Regions from separate parts of the Salvelinus alpinus genome. Here region 1 is linked to region 2. The links are chromatin contacts, called in public Hi-C maps. All regions are on one chromosome and are shown on one strand. The core of a region is the stretch at or near the end of the contact, and the rest is flanking DNA. Distances in the headings are between cores, read along the strand shown.

Evidence for each region. A called contact is a pair of places that touch in the nucleus more often than the background predicts.
Region 1: a Hi-C map of muscle shows a contact between it and region 2, with 4 times the contacts expected there. The contact joins the promoter of LOC139583393 here to the promoter of prkdc in region 2. A contact is called at or near these places in 2 of 3 Hi-C or Micro-C datasets (muscle and red muscle).

What each region holds. Positions count from the first base shown.
Region 1 is chr8:61,985,737-61,991,977 of SLU_Salpinus.1, reverse strand. LOC139583393 (receptor activity-modifying protein 3-like) reads left to right here and starts at 1,891. Exons shown (of 5, transcript XM_071414429.1): 1 at 1,891-2,213.
Region 2 is chr8:61,762,386-61,768,768 of SLU_Salpinus.1, reverse strand. It overlaps prkdc (protein kinase, DNA-activated, catalytic subunit), which reads left to right and starts at 3,149. Exons shown (of 86, transcript XM_071414493.1): 1 at 3,149-3,433; 2 at 4,390-4,466; 3 at 4,582-4,686; 4 at 4,807-4,881; 5 at 4,987-5,095; 6 at 5,359-5,471. The coding sequence starts at 3,265. It also overlaps the pseudogene LOC139582317.

The sequences.
Region 1 (6,241 bases), core at 642-3,141, 220 kb before region 2:
CTATGTGTCTAGCTGTTTGTTACGATTAGATCATGTTATACTTGCCTGATGCTGTTTTCCTCTCCGCTACAGTTCCGGCAGCTCTAGTAGGGCTGAAATTTTATGAACTGACTTGTTGGAAAGGTGGCATCCTATGACAGTGCCATGTTGAAAGTCACTGAGCTCTTCAGTAAGGCCATTCTACTGCCAATGTTTGTCAATGGAGATTGCATGGCTGTGTGCTTGATTTTATATACCTGTCAGAAACGGGTGTGGCCCGAAATAGCCGAATCGACTAATTTGAAGGGGTGTCCAAATACGTTTGTATATATAGTGTATATGGCCTGCATGATGCGACTATAGGCTATTGATGATCTGAGAAAGTCAAAAAAAAAGCTTGTGCTCTTTAGTTTTAAATGGGATATTCCGTAGAATCAATAGAAAAACAAAGGTATATTCTGAATCAGCTGAGGATGGAGAACAATCCACAATTTTTATTTTAAAACAAATTGAAGATTGAAAAAAAATTGAAATTCACACAGACAAGGTGTGAATTGTTTTCCATCCTCCTCTGATTCAGAATATACATACGTGTTGTACAACCGACTAGGTATTCCCCTTTCCCTGTTTTGCTATTGAAGAGAGAAATCCGAATATCCAATATAAAACGAACTTTACCCCGGTGCCGAACCGAACCATATTTTTGGGGGTGGATTAACCGTTTAACTATCTAGCTAGCTACACAAAAACAACCACATACAAGAGCAACATTACAAATTACTTACGTGTGAAATGATTAAGGCAACCAACATCATACATTTTTGCTCGGAATCTCATCTTCAATGTTATTCTAACTGTCATAAATATTTAGTTGCGACGTTCAATTTGGCCCGCCAAACCGATGGCTCGTCTTCGTTATACGTCCCCTGAGAAACAATTATTTTGCCTATTTATTTCCGCTTTCATTTGGCTGCATTGACATTCTCAGTAAATCCTCAAGATGGCGCTCGGGTTGTTTTTCTTCCAGAAAGGAATCCATGAGTCAAATAAAGCATCTGCATGAAAAGGAATATATAAAATTTATACAATTTGATACCGTTCAGAGTACTTTTTAGGATATTCCAAATATGGATTTTATTTTGCACGCATTTCTTTTAATTGCAGCATTTGACAGGTTAAAATGTTTGGATAATAATGTAGAAAATGGCCTAGATTGAATACAATTTTGCTAGGCCTAAAATCACAAACAGCATCATCAATTTATATTTGTATCAATCCTACTTGTGGCTTGCCCACTTTTCCTCTGTCATGTTTTAGGTAGGTGGTAACACTTTATAATAACTTTCATGAAAAATCTAGGCATATTTATAGCCTAGAGTAGGCTTACATAATAGGCCTATTAATAAACAAGTATTTCATTCTTTGTTACAATTTATGGACATGTATAGGAATATTAAACCATTCAAAAATATTGAAATTTCAGCCTGTTTGGGTGGGATGGAGTATTGGCCTGCCTGGTGACATCACCTGGTAGTCAATTAGTTAAGAGAACAATAAGAAAGAGAGTTCCAAACCTCTCTGCCAATAACAGCAAGTTTTCAGTCTTCCCCTCCCTACTTCCTGACTAGCACAATTCTTGCTTGAGAAATTGGTTATTTTTGACAATTTGAATAGAAAACAATCACAGTAAGGTACTTAATTGTTACCCAGATATTATTTGATATTTTGATAAAAAACGACTGCACTGGACCTTTAATATGCACGTGTCATTCAATAAAATCGTTATCATTCATATTAAATTGTCCATTTCATAATGGTTTCCTGCATATGGAAGGAGATAGGAACGGAGACGAAGGGGACGATCTATCTCCCCTCCTTTCTCCCTCCCTCTGATAGGATGCTAGAGCGCAGAAGTCATTTTAGCAACGAGATGTGCAGGCAAGCTTGCACAAGGACCGTGAGGCAAGAGCACCGAGGACGCGCATCTCATGTGGAGGTTCAGGGCCTGATTTGAGGAGGTATTGCGGAGTTCTAAATTTGACTCATGAACTATGAAAGAAGTTGCGCGCGCGCGTGCTTTCATTGAATTTGGATAATTATGGTTTGCCACAGACATTTATCACCCAGTTGAGATTTCATTGAAAGAATCCGAATCGTGTGGGGGATTGTTATTCTCAACGTGATGGATACAAATGCGTTGGCTGTGTTTAAACTTTTAGTGGTTGGAATTTTGGGTGAGTATTCTAGTGTTTTATTGTATAGGCTATTAGTAGTCGATTGGATAGTTTTCTAGATTATTCAAATATATTATTTCTTAATGATTTAATAGCTATTTTTGTGTTGCCACTGTCTGAAATTGAATCTTATAATCGAAAAAATGACAGAAAGAATGCATAACAACATATTAATAACACTCTCAATAATTCTCAGATCCTTTTGCTTCAAAACTGCTTTCAGTGTTCATTCCATAGCCAATAAGATATTTAAGTTGCATGGCCTATCATCTTTAAAAAGGCTAATAAAAAATATGAAATCAAATCCATCTTGATCAATGACTTCCACAATTTGATATGATTTCATAATATATTTGACAATCGCCAAATTAACACCACTGTCTCTTGACCCTGATGTCTATGTAAAAGACTGTATGGTAAAATACCATAAGAATTCATTAAACAATGTAAGAATCTCCATACCAGTATGCTTTTCAGGTAAATTAATGAAAACATGGGTCTTTAAGGGATGATGACATTGGATGTCCATTGAAATTAAATGTATTTACTTTTATGTTTTATTTAACCTTTAACTAGGCAAGTCAGTTAAGAACAAATTCTTATTTACAATGACGGCCTACCTGTCATTGTAAGGGGGTATTCAGCGTTATGATTGTCTATAATGATATGCAATCATAAAAAAATTGTATGTTCTTTGCGAAATGATATCTTCACTTATCCCAAGTTCATGTTTATTTTTGGTAACATATCGTCTACATGGACTTGGACCCTATAGAAAGTGCAATGAAAAATCTGACTTTATTGTCCCGGACCCAAGGTGATTTCTCTTTAGGGAGGATTTCTGGTTCTCTCATCAGGAGGAGACAGGAACCCATCTCAGAATACCCAAGAGATTAGATTGAGAGCTGAGGCCCAAAGATTATGGATCAGGGATATACTAAAGTCCCCAAAACTGTCCAGAACTCTCCTGGATAACTGCCATGTAGGCTATGTGTACAGCAAAATTGTCACGTTCGTCGTATTGATGAGACCAAGGCGCAGCGTGGTATGCGTACATACTTATTTTAATGAAGAATAAACACTGAGCAAAACTAAACAAAATAACAAAACGAACATGAAACTATATACAACGAGTGCTGACAGGCAACTACACATAGACAAGAACCCACGAATACCCAAGGGAAAATGGCAACCTAAATATGATCCCCAATCAGAGACAACGATAAACAGCTGCCTCTGATTGGGAACCAATTCAGGCCACCATAGACCTACATATGCCTAGACTTACAAATACACCTAGACATACAAAAACCCTAGACAATACAAAACAAGCATACCCACCCTCGTCACACCCTGACCTGGCCAGAATAATACAGAAAACAGAGAATACTAAGGCCAGGGCGTGACAGTACCACCGGACTGGGGCCCGTCGTTGGAGGTTCCGGACTGGGGCCCGTCGTTGGAGGTGCCGGACTGTGAAACGTCGCCGGACGCTCTGGACTGGGTACTGTCGCCAGACGCTCTGGACTGGGTACTGTCGCCAGACGCTCTGGACTGGGTACTGTCGCCAGACGCTCTGGACTGGGTACTGTCGCCGGAAACTCTGGACTGGGTACTGTCGCCGGAAACTCTGGACTGGGTACTGTCGCCGGAAACTCTGGACTGGGTACTGTCGCCGGAAGCTCTGGACTGTAGAAGCGCACTGGAAGCCTGATGCGTGGTGCCGGAACTGGTGGTACCGGGCTGAGGACACGCACCTCAGGGCTAGTGCGGAGAGGGGGAACAGGACATACTGGACTCTGGAGGCACACTGGAGGCCTGGTGCGTGGTGCCGGAACTGGTGGTACCGGGCTGGGGACACGCACCTCAGGGCTAGTGCGGAGAGGGGAACAGGACGTACTGGACTCTGGAGGCACACTGGAGGCCTGGTGCGTGGTGCCGGAACTGGTGGTACCGGGCTGGGGACACGCACCTCAGGACTAGTGCGGAGAGGAGGCACAGGACGTACTGGACTGTGGAGGCGCACTGGAGATCTGCAGTGTAGAGCTGACACAATGCGTCCTGGCTGGATGCTTACTTGAGCCCGTCAAGTGCGGGGCGCTAACACAGGACGCACTGGGCTATGCAGACGCACCTTAGACACAGTACGCAGAGCAGGATATCCTGGTCCAAGAAGGTGTACTGGAGACCAGGAGCACTGAGCCGGCACCTTCCGTCCTGGCTGGAGGCCCATTCTAGCCCGGCAACTGCGAGGAGCTGGAATAGAGCGCACCGGGCTAAGAATGCGAACTGGAGACACCGTGCGCATCTCTGCATAACACGGTGCCTGACCAGTCACACGCTCCCCATAGTAAGCACGAAGAGTTGGCTCAGGTCTCCAAGCTGATTCAGCCAATCTCCTCAAGTGCCCCCCAATTTTTTTTAAATTGGGTCTGCCTCTCAGGTCTCCGTGCTAGCCGTGTCCCCTCATATCTTCGCCGTTCCTCCTGCGCTGTTTTCACCTGCCTCCATGGTAGGCGATCCTCTCCTGCCAAAATCTCCTCCCACGTCCAGGATCCTTTACCGTCCAGTATTTCGTCCCAGGTCTATTTTTCCACAAAGCGCTGTTCCTCCTTTTCACGCTGCTTGGTCCTTTTTTGGTGGGTTCTTCTGTCACGTTCGTCGTATTGATGAGACCAAGGCGCAGCGTGGTATGCGTACATACTTATTTTAATGAAGAATAAACACTGAACAAAACTAAACAAAATAACAAAACGAACATGAAGCTATATACAACGAGTGCTGACAGGCAACTACACATAGATAAGAACCCACGAATACCCAAGGGAAAATGGCAACCTAAATATGATCCCCAATCAGAGACAACGATAAACAGCTGCCTCTGATTGGGAACCAATTCAGGCCACCATAGACCTACATATGCCTAGACTTACAAATACACCTAGACATACAAAAACCCTAGACAATACAAAACAAGCATACCCACCCTCGTCACACCCTGACCTGACCAAGATAATACAGAAAACATAGAATACTAAGGTCAGGACGTGACAAAAATAGCCAATGGCCAGTGGAAAATGCAAAGGTTCTGAGATTTACAACCCAAATGGGACGTCTTCCATGCACACATAATATCCTCAAAAACTGTCTGGAGCACAGGGGGACTATGATTTATTTGTTGTAAAATGTATTTTAGGAAGATGATGTAATTAGATCAGAGCTGAAGCACAAGCACCACTGCTCTGCTGAGTAAGGTCTGTCTACTTGAATTAGCAGATAATAATGGTTAGAAAGAGGCATCGGAATTCCATAACCAAGGAAAATGCCTTGGGCTCATCAGCCACAGCTGCTTCCAGTGTAGTGCTGTAAAAATAATGCATTTTATGCTCAAAAACATCTCTGTAATACAATTCTACTGCTATACGTCTACATTTGGTTGGTACTAGCAGCCAGACCAGTGGTAATAAAGACTTCCTAGTAGTTACTGTATATGTTTCAAAACTCTTGTAAGTTTCCTTATGTGGATTCACTAAAAGGCCTCTTCTTTTAGCTGCCCTCTCAACAGCTGTGAAAATCCTGTACAAAGCTGTATTAATCTTTCAATGAGCTCGTAACATTTTCATACACTCCGTGGGCTCATGAACTTGGCCCCTGGAAAGTTACGAAGTCCCCAGCTGGAGCTGTATATAGACTCATGCCTGTACTGAGGCAAAGTACCACATTGTCAACGTACTCTACCTAAATCTCAGTTATGCAGGTTGTCCAGGTTTTCAAAATGGCTTCTCTATTGCATGAGCAGTGTCTTCCATCTTGAGTAGGCACTCAATCAATATCGTGCTCTGTTACTGGGTCACTGCCTCCGATAATGTAATAGTGTTGAGATCGTGGACTGTTATTGGGTCACCGCCTCCGATAATGTAATAGTGCTGATGAGTGAAACCCCCAGTTGGAACCCAGGCCTCTGGCTTGGCTTCCCACTGTCACAGCAAGAGGGCAGAGTAGGAACCCAGGCCTCTGGCTTGGCTTCC
Region 2 (6,383 bases), core at 1,900-4,399:
TGGAGGAAAGAAAATTATTATTTAATTTCATGCTGTGTCACAGACCTCTATCAGTCGTGTGATGAGCAGATCCATCAAGTTCCCCAGCATCACCAAGGGCCCCTCGTCCACCTCCCCCTCCAACTCAGGCAACTACCACTCCCCCCACTCCTCGGGGCCTCCAACAGGGTTCAACCGCCATGGGCCAGACTCACACAACCGCTTGGGTACAAGCACATATGTATGCATGCGCTAGGCTAAACACACACACAAACACACACACAGATCCCCCACTTTCAGACTTTTCATCTATGAGATTTGGGCAGACACAGCCAGTGCTCGTGCTGCTTCTCATGCGCTGCGTTTCCTCTCTTCCCCACAGGGGGCACTGACTTGTCTCAAATTGCTGCCCAGAGGAAGAGAGCTGCAGGCCTACTGGATCCTTAGGCCCAGGCAGCAGAGGTCCCAAGCCCCACCCCTGTGCCTGCTCCTGCCTACACTGTGCCTGACATCAGCCTCCCAGACATCCACAGCACCCCCAGCCTGGTGGCCAGCAATGTCCACTCCAGACGGGTCAGACATAAAATATACCAGCCTTATTAGAAGACATTATAAAGGGTCATGCATGCTTACAAAATGTCAGTATTACTAGCAAAAGATGATGAAGTGATATACACACATCTATTTTCTGTGCAGATAGACCTGAAGAAGAGACCTGTCTGGGAACTCCTCCACCTCCAAGAGCACCTCTCCCACCCTGACCCCATCCCCCACCCCTGCCCTGGGGGACTCCCTGTCTTCCGCCTCCTCCCATCCACGCTCCAAGAGCAGCGGCGGCTCCAATAGTGGCACCATCACCGACGAGGGTGAGCCTGGGCATCTGTGGTTGGTATGAATACTTTAAAAACACACCCTTCCTCTGCTGATCTCTGCTTATCTCTTACTACAAACAGATGAACTATCCAGTATCCTGATGAACAGATGAACTATCCAGCCCATATTCGAAGAGCAAGAGGTATGTGTCATTCACACTATATCATAAGCCAAGTTGTATTTGCTACTTATTATAAAATGTTCATAGCTGTGGCTTACATGTCATTTCATCCAGGGTTGGGGTAAAATCCATTTAAATTCCAGTCAATTTAGGAACTATACTGAAAATCCAATTTACCTAATGAGGAAAATGTGGAATTGGAATTTGGTTTACTTTTTGAATTGAATGGAATTGACCCCAACCCTGATTTCATCCACTCAGTCAGTCAGTCAGTCAGTCAGTCAGTGTGCATCCACTACAGGTTGATATGGAGGCTTTCTTTACTCTGACAGATGGAGATTTAAAGGATGGGGATTAAGACAGATGGGCCGAGGTATCAAATACTGGCAGCAATTTCTGAACTTAATGTTGGGAAGGTCGTTTTCATTCTTTACTAAACCCCCTTTCTGTGTTCCCTGCCTATCTATTAGTTTTATTTATATCGTGTTCAGTTACCAAAGAGGGTTCACACCTTGATACATCCAATGAAAATATATAAATTATTATTATTCACCTGAATTGTTGCTGCAGGGGAGAGAGAGGCAGATTTTGCAGTAGACCATCCACAACTTCCAGTCCTCTTTTGGCAGCAGTGCCAGTAACCCCAGACCACCAGGACATCCACGCTGTGAGTGTTATGACGTCACAAACCCCTAACCAGGATGCAGGACACATGGTGTCTGAATCCAATATTACACATGTTAAAATCCCATCTATAAACCTATGTCTCCATCACTTCCTTAAGTTGCATTCACAGCCTGACTGTAATTAGTAGGCATATATGATAATCATTCTGTTCTGTAGTTCCTACAGGCTGGGTCCGACACCAGGTGCGCGCACCTCTAACAAGAGGTAACAGGCATGACACTCCGATTGAAGACCAACCGTATAGGAAGTCAGAGTTGACCCTATAGCCCAGGTGTGAGGAGACTCTCCTGGACGCCAGCGTTCCGGAACACTCCCAGTGGGGGAGAACGCTGCAGCAAAAAAAAACCTGAAGGGACCCCATGACCCAGGGTTGGGGCCACGACTGGAAGGCAGTCTGCTGCTTAGCGACATAGCACAACGTGATGTGCAGCCATCCTTTATTGCTATGGTAACAGGGCTGTCATAGGGGAGATACAGTAGAGGGAGTGAGCGGGTACTAGGAAAGAAAATGCCTAGTCATGTGTTAATGGATGTGGGAGATGAAAGCCTTTATGCTGAGATTGAGACTGTTGCGACAAGCGCTGATGATGTACGAGAGAGTGAGTACTAAGTGAGAACGGACCTTCAGGCCCAGTTTCCTAGACACAGATTACGTTGTGTCTCAATTAAGAATCTCTATTAAACATGCTTCTGAATCCAGGACTAGTCTTAATCTGTGTCTGGGAAACTGGCCCGTAATATCTTAATGAATGTGGGAGATAAAGGTTTAAAAGGCTGGAATTAAGATTGTCGCACACTGATGATGTAAGTGATTGGAGGAATTCTGGTTTGCCAGAATGATGAGGGAAGATTGTCCTCATTTTTTGTTTTATGTCTGATTTTCAGTTTTTTTCAGCCTTTCTCTTTTTATACAATCGTTTTGGCTATTTCACTATTGGAAATGTTGTTACTTGTACTAAATCTAGTGATTTGTGTGTGTAAACAAAGTAGGTTTTAGTCCGATGATGAACGTAGTAACTGGCTGAACTGCCATTATTAAACCTCATGAAAAGATGGACAGTGTTCTTCTTTTGTTAGTATTCAGATTACTGCCAACCTACACATTGCTCTGTACAGACTGTAGAGTGCACACTAACTCAACTTTCTGTGTTATGGTTTTTGGCTTCCAAAATAAATAAATTAACAATATTTCCCCATAGTAATAGAATCGATACTCCATGCCAGTAGATTACGCTGTTTACAGTTGCATGCGTTTAGCGTCGACGACTACAGGGGTATATTCAGGATCTTTTCAGCGTTGCTTGAGCATTTGAAAACGACGATACATTTATGGTTACTTAATAGACTTGTGACACAATCGCTGCCTGTTGAAAGGCTAATCCATGCTAGAATTAAATTGCAATATAAATTATAGTTTGATTGAGATTGCTACATTTTAAACAGTTGACATCTGATTTCCGGGTTTGTAACGTTTTTGAACATGCTTGGTCGTGAATATACCTTTGATGGGAGTGTTTAAACTTTTAGATGTATTTCTGGTCGCGCGCGTATGAATGTTGTTGATGTGTTTTAAGGATAGTTAGCAGTAGCTAGATTAGTTTAACATGTCCTCCGACGAGAAAGTTAAGGTTGTTGGAGGGATTCAAGGGCATCTTCTGAAACTTCATGCAGCTCTCTCAGATGTCGACACAAGAGATGCAGCGCTAAGATGTCATGACATTATCGGGGACTTGGGGCAAGAATGCATGCTAACGAACAGCGAGAACGAGCTGGGTAAGGTTCACTGTAGTTCTATATAAAGTGTGCAATATATTAACTTCAATTGTTGTCAGACCCAAACAGCATAACGTTAACTAGCTATGTAGATAGCATAGCAATTTAGCTAACAAGTATAGATTTGCGCCTACCCATGGCTTGCTAATGCTGGGGGGGTATTCATTTAGCCTATTCTGTTGCAAAACGTTTCTTAAACGGGAAGGGACCTATCTGAATTTGTCTAATATAAACTCGTTTTCGTTTGGAGGAAACGGTTTCTGTTGCAAAACGTTATGCTACAGAATTTGCGTAATGATTACATACCTTCCTAATGAACGAATACTGGCACAGACTGGGCACCTGTTTGAGACGATGGCCAGAGCCATTTTTTGAGATGCTAATAATCACAGTTACGCATGCGCATTACATCCATCTTGAATGATGACAGACGTCCCCATTCATATGTCATTTGGGATTAACTATGTAGGTAATAGTGATTTAAGACCCTAAATTAGCGTGTTTCTCAATGTTGTTTCATTCTAAGGACTAAAGGGGTCCTTACTTTTTTTGTAGCTCTTGACTATCAGGCCTGCTATATCTGAGGCTCTGGTCAGCAGCATTGCAGGCTTGTCCACACTATGGGAAGATCTCAGTTGCATTCTCACGTCCTCTCCTAGTCTCTTTCTCAAAACCCATTGGATGAGAGCCAGAAGTCTCTCATTTCTGATCTCCCCCTCCAATGGGTTTTGAGAAGGTGAAAGGAGAGGACACGAGGAGTATGCAATTGAGATCTTCCCTAGCTTTCAACAATCCGTTGGGGTCAGGAGAGCAAGTCCACGCTGATCTAGGATGCTATTCTAATTCTGTAGGGACTATACGACATAGTGTTTTTGTGAAATATAGAATTACCTGTTTGATTTTGAAGTGGTGAGTGAGTGACATCAAGTCATTGATTGATTTGTTTTCTCTTGAAGCTTTACATGCATCCTTGTTGTTCTCAAATGAAGATGGGTTGCTCAACTTTCTTCGAAAATCACTGGCATTTGAAGAGGTTAGTGCAAATGAATGAGGTCAATGAAAATCTGTTCCCCAATTGAAATGTAGAATGACAGTCCAGTTCTATTTTGTTGTTGTTGCCATGATGACTGGTTCATATTTAAATGCAGCTCCGGGATACAAGAGTTGAGACCATCAGTCTACTGGACAAGTTCTTGCAGAGGATATCTACAAGCGTCAAGGGTTGGGAGAAGACTTATGCCATTGATGTCAAGGTATGTTATTAACTGTTACATTTGATGTATTTTTTAAATGTTTATTTATACATTTTGAAGTGATTTTTATTTGACACCTTGGACTCCTCAGTATTAACGCCATCCTTCCTCTGGTCGTAGGACATATGCTTGGTTGTGTACACAAAGGACAAAGCTGCAAAATGCAAGGCACCAACATTAGATCTCCTGATCCAGGTTAATGATTAACATGCATTCATGTGATAATGTTTTTATTGAAAACTGGTTAAATGACACCATCTTTTTACTAAATGTCAGTTTTCCATTTCCTAACTTTTATAGGTTCTCTATTTAACAAAGGACTCCAGTATTGCTCAGGACTTAAAAGTTGGTAAAATATTCGACAAATTCTATTTCGAGCTCTCCTACAAGAACAAAATCGCAGATACAGGTGAGTGTTAATTTCCTTCTTGATGGGGGTCATATTGACAGTGTAAAAAAGCAGGCACCTTCAAGTAGGTGTCGCAGAATAGCTTTCAATAGAGCCCCACATATTCAACCATGTTTACTGACCTACATTGTAATTCCAATGTTTCCAATGGCATAGGAATCACTGTCTGCTCTCTCTATAATGCAGTATACTATAACACTAGTTTACCTGCAAGTCCTATTGACACTGATTTGTGTTTCTGATTTGTCTTATTTTTTCAATAGTTCTCAGTAAAATCTATGAGCTCTTAGGAGTTTTGGGTGAGGTCCATCCCAGCGAAATGGTCAACCACTCAGATAAACTCTACAGAGCCTATTTAGGAGAGCTGAAACTTCAGGTACATCCCATATAAAGTAGACTAGGGGTCAGCAACAGGTGGCCCGCAGGCCAAAATCGTCCCCTCAACAACTGTAAATTCACCAGGAATTCGGCTTAAAACGAGTTTTATTTAGTAAATCTGTTCCCAAGTATTTCCATGAATAAAAAAAGAGACATACAGTTGTGGCCAAATATAAAGACACCCTTTTCTTAAATATTTCCCTATTTCTTCTCAAATAAATATACAAATATGGCCTCCTGAGGTGTCACTACAGACCCGGGATCGATCCCAGGGTGTGTCACAACCGGCCGTGACCGGGAGTCCCATAGGGCGGCGCACAATTGGCCCAGCGTCGTCCGGGTTAGGGGAGGGTTTGGTTTGGCTTTACTTTGTTCATCGCGCACTAGCGACTCCTGGTGGCAGGCCAGGTGTCTGCAGGCTGACTTTGGTCATAAGTTGAACGTGTTTCCTCTGACACATTGTTGCAGCTGGCTTCCGGGTGAAAGCGGGCGCGAGTTAAGAAGTGTGGTTTGGCGGGTCATGTTTCGGAGGACGCATGACTCGACCATCGCCTGTCCCGAGCACTTTGGGGAGTTGCAGCGATAAGATGATTGAAATTGGGGAGAAAAAAGGGGGTAAAAAAAATAATATATACTTTTTAATTTTGTCCATATCAAATTTGTCTTTATTTTCTAAATTACAATTTTAAACTTAAGTTTACAAAAATAAAATTGGTTCTGCATTGTTGAAAATCCATAACAGGTTGTGGAGACAGTTTTTTTCAATTTAATTTTTTTTAATTTTAAGAAATAGGGAATTATTTAAGAAATGTGCAAGGGTGTCTATCTATTTGGCCACAACTGTATGTGATCGTGTCTCAATGTAATCAAGATATTAAATGATTGTTATTTTCAAGTAACAAGTTGGTCA